Regions from separate parts of the Lactuca sativa genome. Here region 1 is linked to region 2. Evidence: chromatin contacts called from public Hi-C data. All regions are on one chromosome and are shown on one strand. The core of a region is the stretch at or near the end of the contact, and the rest is flanking DNA. Distances in the headings are between cores, read along the strand shown. Region 1 holds the start of LOC111896415 (phytochrome A1). Region 2 holds the start of LOC111896416.

Evidence for each region. Hi-C and Micro-C count contacts between places; a contact is called where the count stands out from the background.
Region 1: a contact with region 2 is called in a Hi-C map of leaf, with 7 times the contacts expected there. The contact joins the promoter of LOC111896415 here to the promoter of LOC111896416 in region 2. A contact is called at or near these places in 2 of 4 Hi-C or Micro-C datasets (both in leaf).

Annotation. Positions count from the first base shown.
Region 1 is chr9:149,952,982-149,957,704 of Lsat_Salinas_v11, reverse strand. LOC111896415 (phytochrome A1) reads right to left here and starts at 3,056. Exons shown (of 5, transcript XM_023892407.3): 1 at 2,684-3,056; 2 at 1-1,927. The coding sequence starts at 1,916.
Region 2 is chr9:149,780,826-149,785,589 of Lsat_Salinas_v11, reverse strand. It overlaps LOC111896416, which reads left to right and starts at 2,016. Exons shown (of 2, transcript XM_023892409.1): 1 at 2,016-2,518; 2 at 2,588-3,506. The coding sequence starts at 2,016. The coding sequence ends at 3,506.

The DNA of each region.
Region 1 (4,723 bases), core at 1,807-4,306, 170 kb before region 2:
ATCAAACCGTCAACATCAACCGCAAGAATCGGAACCGAAGCCGTTTCAATCAACCTCACCATCTCACTAGTAACCGCTTCTAATTCTTGCATCCCATCAAGTTTAAGCTCATTGAAACCACTTTGAATCACATTCGTTTTCAAATCCGCAACTTCATTCTCTTTCAAAGCATTCCTCATAATAAGTTGCAACGAATGGATCGCATCCATCTCAAAATCTTTCCATGGATAACTCCTTGTTTTCACAACTTCCAAAAAAGCCTTAAAAGACGACCGAGGATGCATTCTTTTCCCATCATCTTTCTCACCCTTCTCGTGTTTCGCTCCACCCCATCTAATTTCAGAAGCCGTATTCGATCTAAACCAAAAAAGAATATCTTTTTCGGTTATTCTCACGGATGCCATTCCACAAACTATGTCACCAAGTGCAAGAGCTCCCGGATACCCCGCATCATATAAACTATCGGTGCTCAATCCGGTTGAATCCATGTGATATTCATAGAGCCAAGAGACAATATCAAAAACTTGAGATTCAGTTGGGCTAACACCCATTCGGTATACTTTATTCTTGTACAAAAGAGCAGCTCCATCACATTTCACAAGATCCATAATGTTTGGACTTTGTGCAACAATACCTAATGGAGCATCTCGCATTAGTAAATCACACAAAAGCGTTTGTGTTCTCAAGATGTTCTTCTCAAGAATTTGGTGTTCTAGTTCTATTTCTTTGTTGATGTGAATTGCGAAAACTTGAGCAAGAAACTCACACGCGTAACGTAGTGGAAAAGGGACGAATCTTGGAGTGGTGTTATGGCAAACAACTAATCCCCATAACTTCTTTCTTTTTTGAGGATCGGGGCTATCGATTTCATCGTTCATGTCATTTATCACCACCGCCATTACTAAAGAAGCTATGGACGTCATGTTGTCCATATACTGTAAATGGCAACTATGTGGGGCCCGGAGTGTGGACCCACATAACGTCAAATCGAAAGGTAACTTCTTATCTTGGAGTACTTTCACGTGTTTTGCTCTACAATCACAAATCATTCGAACTTTGTTCTTCATGAACAAGAATCTTGCAGCTTGAGGGATGTCAGTCGCCGGATAATGTAATCCAAGGTAAGGATCGAGCCCGGGTTTCGTAATCTCAGCCACCACCTCACCATGATCATCGTCGTGAAACTTATAAGCCATCACCCGATCATAACCCGTGAGCTCAAAAACTTCTTGAACCATGGTGTCACATAGTCGTTCGATGCTACCACTAGGGAGTGATTGTAACCTAGCAATGGCTTTCGCTGCATGTTTGTAGGATTGGAGGGCCCCAGCAGCAGTCATGGGGACTTCATTAGGCATAACGGGTTCAAAGTCTATGATCAAACTTCCGGTGACTCGATGAATGATTGCATAAAACGGCTTCCCGGAGGTTTTACAATGAACCAAAATCGGATTTAGTAAAGAAACTTCCCCGAAGCCTAACGCCTTATACAAAGCATTAGCACTGGGACCTGCGAAAATGGTTCTCACATCGGTGCCGATTCCAAGAAGTGGATTTTCACCGACACTGGGAACTGCATGGCTGACCATTGTGAGCATTTCGGGTGCGTTTTCACTGTAGGCGATGACTTTGAATGTTTTTTCATCAAGGGCTAATAAGCATCCGAATGGTTGAATTAGTTTTCCCTTTTGAATGTGGTGGAGATACGCGGTGGTTACCTTGTCGGAGCGAGGCTGTTCGCCGCCAGCCACCGTGCTGGTGACGTGGATGGAAGTTGAGTAGTCAAATGAGTCGCCGGATTCTTCAAAATCAGCGTGGAGCTTCGCGTCTACTGTTGTTTGATGAATGATTCTTGCACTGTGTTTTGATCTTGCGGAATTGGTAGAAGACTGATCATTTGGCCTTGATGTAGACATCGTGATCAGATCTGTATATAGAACAGAGGAACTAATATCAAATCACTGAAAAGAGAGAGAAGTGTATTGTCTTGAATTAACACTCCACCGCTAATAATAGATATAACATGCTTGAATGAAGTCGAGTATACAGTGTAAAAATAAGTTATAAAGATATAAAAAAACAAATCTTGAAAACCCCACCATTGAAAAGAAGCAATTGAGGCGCATATTGCAATTTATGATGAGGAATCCAAGAAAAAAGATCACTACCATTATCGCTGTTTGACCAAAAATGTTATCTGATGGAACTCAGAAAAGCGATATGATAATCAAAAACCATGTTTGTAATATAAATAAAGTAAATAGAACAGTTTTCCCGTATCTTGAAATGAGCAAACACCAATTCATGATATTTTCTTGATAAAACCCCCATTTTCCCCTATCTTGAACCTCTGTTTTGCTTTAATTTCTAGGTTTATTTTTGGTAAAAGAAATGGCCCACAGAATCATTGCACTTAAGTTGAGACAATCTTAAAGCCATATAACATGCTACGAAAACCCAAAAGTATAAAATCAAAATTGGAATTGAATAAGACAGTAAATGGACCTAATTCGAATTGACCACACGAACTGTAGATTACCCACATGAATTACACATTCAGTAACAAATAAAGTAAGCGATAAACAAGAAATCAACAGTACCCAAACCACAAACCCGTAAAAGTTGTAAGTCAAAACATAAAACATCTATCAAGTGAAAGAAGAGAGAAAGAGACTGAAAGTACCTGAACTTCGCAATCTACTAACAGTTCACAGGAAAACTGCGAACAGCTTCAAGCAGTTAAAAAGAACGGAACTTTTTTTCGGATCAAGTGAAAACGCCACTAAAAACCCATCACTATTCTTGAAAATCGAGGACCCAGTTCTCCAAAAACCTCGATCATCCACTTGAATCGATTGGAGAAGTGTCGAAGGAGAGACTGGTATGACAGGTCCACACCTACAATCTCAGCTTAAAGAGGCAAGTACTCCTCTACTGCAATCAATTATACTGACATCTGTATATATATAATATAATATATAAATGGTTTTTATTAGTAAGTGGGATAGGCCCACCAGACACAAAACAAAGAAGATTGGCGGTTTGCTTACTAAAGATGGAAAATAATGGCAGTTGAAAGCTGGAAATCATGGGAACCTGTTAAAGAGGCTAGTGGCTACCTCCTCTTAAGGGGCGGGGTAAACCATGGGCCTTTACTATTACGTAATGTATGCTTTCTGAAATTTGATTTTGTTAGAATATATATGAATATATCAAAGTGCAATCAGTCTGGAAATTTGTGTATGTATAATTATACATCAGTTATAACTATACGCCAAAAATAAGAATCTATTTTTGGTCCACAAAAATAAAAGGCAAAAATATTAATTTTTAGGATCGTGTATGTATAAAAATAGAATTTATGAAATAAATAAGAAAACTAATTAGTAAAAATGAAAAAAAAATCTTTAAAAAACATGAATAGAAATAAATATTAAACAGTTTGTAGAAATGAAAGTATGTTTAAATAACTAATTTTATATAAATGAATTCGTAAAACTAGGTTAGCTAAAATAAGATGGTAAAAAAAGCTGTAAAAAATATTATTTTAAAATAAAACCAAATTTAGAATATATATATATATATATATATATATATATATATATATATATATATATATATATATATATATATATATATATATATATATATATATATATATATATATATATAATTGTAGAAAATAGATAGGGAATTTTGTTTAAATAGTTTAGATAAAATTCTTTGGAAAACTTAAAACTTAGCACAAATTTGTAAAAAAGAGTACTACTAAAATAAAAAGTTGTATGGTCCTATTTGTGTTAAGATTTGAGGCATGGCGGGTTTTATGTTGGATAATGCGGACTCGAGACACAGGATTTGGGGTGGGATGAGTTTTGTACATAGAGACATAAAAAATAAAATAATAAGGGGAGGTGTTGTGTCGAACCCATACCATAATGTTAAAGAAAAAAAATACAAAGGTGGCAATACCACTAGGGCGGACACTAACTGTTCTAAAAGCAACACATAAAACCGTTAAACTATTAACAATGTGTTAATATTCACGTACGAGAGGGAGATGAATCAGTAGTAGTGTTAGGAGCATCGGAAGAACCAGTAGCAGTAGATGTGAGAGGTTCAACTACAATGAAAGAGAGTGATGATCGATAGAGACACATCTAAAAGGAGTTTAACTTAGTTGAGGAAGGGAGCATGAAAGCTAGAGTAAGGAAAATAAGACTTGAGTGTTAGGACTAATTTTGGAAAGATTTTTATGGGGAAGGACCATATGTGATTTATTTTAGGTTCTTTAGTTAGTTTGGAGCCATTTTGAAGAGATATTTGTAAGAAGTGACCTATCTTGCCAAATCGAATAAAGTTATGAGACTTTAATCCCTTTCTCTCTTCCTCCTTTCTCATTCACGAATCAACCATGTTCTTCCCTCCATGATCAAAGTTTTCTTGGAATGTTGTTTATGCCAAGCTTGTTTGTAGTTCATGTGAAGATTTGAGCTTAATGTTAATCATGGATTAAGTTCCAAGCTTCCATGACTTCATGATTTTTGTATGTTTTAAGTTTGTATATTAGTATTAGATCATTTGGTTGTAATCCATGTTTCATACATAGTGATTTTGGTGCAAATTAAGCTTTATGTGCTCTTTGAGCTTCAAGGTGAAGTTTGTGTAGTAATTAGATTTTTGATGTTTATCCCAAGGAAATCAACCATTAGGGATCCTTTCT
Region 2 (4,764 bases), core at 767-3,266:
ACCATTACGCTACTTTACTAAGTTCAATACACGAAACACTACACTATTTTACTAGTTCAAGAACATAAAATCATATTATAATAGGTATAGTTTGGGAAACACTACACTATTTTACCAGTTCAAGAACACTATTCAGAAACAAAACATATAAACTATTGTAGATATAGTTTATGGAACATTAATCTATTTCACTGATTCAATGACACATTACTAAATAATTATTTAAGTATAATTATTTTACATTACAAAGTACACTACTACGAGATTATACATACAATTTTAAGTACAAGAGAACACTACAACACTACATGTAAACTAGTTAATATAGGGTTGTGAGGCACTACTTCAATTGTATCCATCAGGGTACGGGTCTAAATCCTATGTAGTATAACCAGAGTCTCCTGGAGGGAGAGTGTGAAATTTCTGTATAGATCTATACGGGACCGAAAATCCACACCTGAACTGTTAGCTATAGATAGGCGGGCAGGCCTGGATCGTCAAATATCATAACATTTCGACGCCTGAAGAACGTCGTAGAGGTCACTAGGTCATATCAAGCATGGTTATATGAAACTCACAACAATATAAACTAAAACATTTGTTTATGGGATTAACAATTCTTCAAAGGTTTTATTTTAAATAATAAAACTACAGTACACTATTATACATTTTGCTGGTGGATTCCAGGCATACATACATAAGGTTTTATTTTAAGTAATAAAACAACATACAACTTCAAGAACATGCATAATATAGTTTTATTTACTATAAGACTATGTTTTACGATTACAGAGTTCAGTAACAACATACAGTTTGGTGTTAAGGCCTAAGACTGCTTTACATTTACTAAGAATATATTGGATTTTCTAGAGAAACATACAAGCATTTTCAAAGATCAAAGACAAGTTGTCCGTTACAAAAACATACTTATGAACTCACCAAATTAAATGTTAATAAACTTTCAAAATCACTTGTATTCTCAGGGAATAGGTAGACAGGTACACCTACATGTTTTGGGAAGACGGAGATCTTAGAGTCGCGTCTTTTATACTTTTGCTATACTTTTGATGTCATACAAACTGTGTATCGAACATATGTGAATACTATATTTTATCAATGTAATGGTTGTGTTTGCTCTGATTACCATTATGCAATTGTTGTGATACTGTACACGACGTCCTCCGCCCCCAAACGTTTTCGTTGTTCTGGTTTGGGGGTGTGACAGATTTGTATCATAACATTTTTTATAGTGAAATAAGTATATCAAACCTTACAAGATATACAACTATAAACACAATAGGGCCGAAGTGCTTTGACTAAAAGTATACTTTTAAAATCTAAGTATTTTATAAGAAGTATACAAACATACATACATACCAGAAACAGTATCACATTGGAGAACTACACAATAGTCAAACCTAGACAGTTATGCAATCATATCTGGAATAAATATAGCATGATCAACTATATTTACTTGAGATATGACCAACATGTGTTTGGGAGTGATAGTGGTGTTGCAACAATTCTAAAACTTACCAACAATACATACAAGAGAAATTCTAGAACCAAACATGAAATTAAAATACTATAGGAGTATTTTATGATCCTACAACATGAGAACAAAAACATTTAGGCCTTGATAACTATACATAATTTGTATATACTAGATAACTATAGAGGGACCTAGTGTGAGTCACACTATGAAAGTTCCTTACAAAGTGTTGCTATAATCAAAGTTAGCTATTGTTTACTTATATTAGTAGACTTCCACTGTAAATTACTTAATAGAAAACTGTAACAGTCAGGATAGGATATATCTTGTTCATTATCACCTGACTCAGGACTACTATGGAGGACTTATCGTCATTTTCTCTTAAATTATTATAGAGAAAGATGCTTCCAAAGAAGTCCAACAGTGAGAAAACAACCCTCCAACGAGTCCACCACTGTCACCACCTCCTCATTATGACTCTATTGTCTTCCGAGCAGCAGTGGAAGCTGCAGTGGCTTCCGCCATGTCGCATATCAATGCAAGTGGCACTAGCGGGGCGAGTAGTGGTGCCAACCCTTCTAACCATGGAGATAGTCGGGGACACCCAGGGGAGTGTTCCTATAAGGAGTTTACGAACGCCAAACCCAAGTCCTTCGATGACACTGGAGGTGTTATTGCATTAACACGTTGGTTCGAGAAGACCGAATCAATATTCAAAATCTATGCGTGCCCCGAATCTAGCAAAGTGAAATTTGCAGCATGCACTTTCACAGACAGAGCCCTCACTTGGTGGAATAACCAAGTCAAGTCATTGACTCTCCCAATTGCCAATTCTATGAGTTGGAATGATTTGAAGGAACTAATGCAAGCAGAGTACTACCCAGGGGGCAAGATGCAAAAACTAGAGCAGGAGCTCTGGAATATGAAGATGAAGGATTCTGATATCACTGCTTACACTGCCAGATTCAGTGACCTGGCTCTTTTGTGTCCCGGGATGGTCACCCCGGAGAGTAAGAAAGTGGAGAGGTGCATTTAGGGACTAACTCCCCCGACTCAAGGAAATGTTATAGCTGCCAATCCACATACTTTTGATAGTGCCAAACGTCTGGCTCAAACACTAGTGGATCATGGAGGTCATCAAGACTCCACAACAACTATTACTGGGCAGCCCAAAGAGAGTGGCAGTAAAAAGAAGTTCTGGAACAAAAGAAAGGGCCAATCTTCGCAAGAGCCCTCAACGAAAGAACAAATAGTAGTAGTACACGCTGCTATCATTCCTGCTGTTGTTCCTAATGCTCCAACACCTCCCAGTCGTTACGTTGGTTACCTACCGAAGTGCGACAAATGCAATTTCCATTATCACAGACCTTGCCGTGAGATGCAGTGTAACAATTGCAACAAGAAGGGCACACAACCCGTTTGTAAGACGCTAAAACAACCAACCAACCAGACCCCTGGAGCTGGAGTAGGCCAAGCTTGCTATGGGTGTAGTGAAACCGGGCACTACAAGAGGGATTGCCTGAAAGCAAGGAACGGTGGAAATACAGGAAGAGTACTAACAATGGGCCAGGAGGAGGCAGTAGTGGATCCCACCGTAGTTACGGGTACGCTCCTTCTCGATAACTCTTATGCATGCATAATATTTGAGAGTGGTGTGGAGAGGAATTTCATCAGCCATAAATTCAAACACCTTCTCAAACAAAAACCACAACCTCTAAATGAAACCTTCACTGTCGAGATGGATAACGGGAATAAAGATAGCACTAATAACATATTCCTAGGCTGTACCCTCACTCTAAATGACTATTCTATCCCAATCAACCTGATGTCAGTCTCCATAAAAAGCTTCAATTTTATCATCAGCATGGATTGGTTAAAGCTACACCGTGCTGATATCCTTTGTTACAAAAAAGGCGTTTGTCTTAATTTGCCAACTGGCGAAACCCTCGTTATCTATGGCGACAAACCCAGTACGAACCTTAGCATCATCTCTTGCATCAAAGCCCAAAAATAAATGCAAAAAGAGTGTCATGCATTCTTAGCCCACATTATCAACGAAAAACAAGAAGTAAAAGACCTCGAGAGCATTCCCATAGTTTGTAATTTTCCTTACATCTTTTCTGAAGATTTTCCAGGAGTTCCTCCTGAACGCCAAGTCGAGTTCCGAATCGACTTGATTCCTAGAGCTACCCCCGTAGCCAGATCCCTGTATCGCCTAGCTCCTGCAGAGATGCAGGAATTATCCAGCCAATTAAATGAACTGCTCAGTAAGGGATTCATTCGACCGAGCTTCTCATACCGGGGAGCACCGGTCCTGTTCGTTAAGAAGAAGGATGTATCTTTCCGTATGTGCATAGATTACCGTGAACTAAACAAGCTTACCATTAAGAACCAATACCCCCTTCCACGAATAGACGATCTTTTCGATCAACTCCAAGGAGCCAACTACTTTTCAATGATCGACCTAAGATCAGGGTATCACCAATTACGATTTAATGATAATGATGTCCCCAAAACAGCATTCCGAACTCGTTGTGGTCACTACGAGTTTGTGGTAATGCCCTTCGGTTAAACCAATGCACTCGCGATATTCATGGTGTTGGATATAGTGTCTAAGTTCATAACTATATTTGGTATGTACTTGACCCGACCCGGCATGGTCCATTTGGGTTGCACTTCACCCAAACAATTTATGGATAATATTTGAGAATAGTACAAGTTATGATTTATTAATATATTGTAAGTTCTAATATATTAATATAAGATCATATTATTTAATTAGTAGTGATCTATAATTAATCTAGGATTAATTTAGAGATCAAAGATATTACTAATTAAATATGGGCTTCTATATTTATATAGTGTGGGCTAGTGCTTATTTGGAATGGGCTAGGCTTGCATGGAAAAGTCCATGGATACTCCATGGAGCTTTAACCCATGGATATCATGGAAATGAAGAGACATGGGTATTAGGGATGTAACCCTAATCCACCACACTATATAAAGGAGGCTTTGGTTCTTGAAATGATACTAGTTGACACTTGTTGAGGTGAGGGCAAATTTCAAGATAGTAGTTACTATTCTCTCAAAGTTCCAAGTCTGTGGTGATTTGTGATTTCCACTTGAGGCATCCACATTATTGGTGCTAGGCTTTAAAACTCCAAGCAATCAACTACAACTTCAAGGTAAGTATTTCTTCTAGCTTTATTTGATTCATGTTCCCCATGCCATGCTAGCTAGGATATAAACCTTGGAAAATTAATTATTTGCAT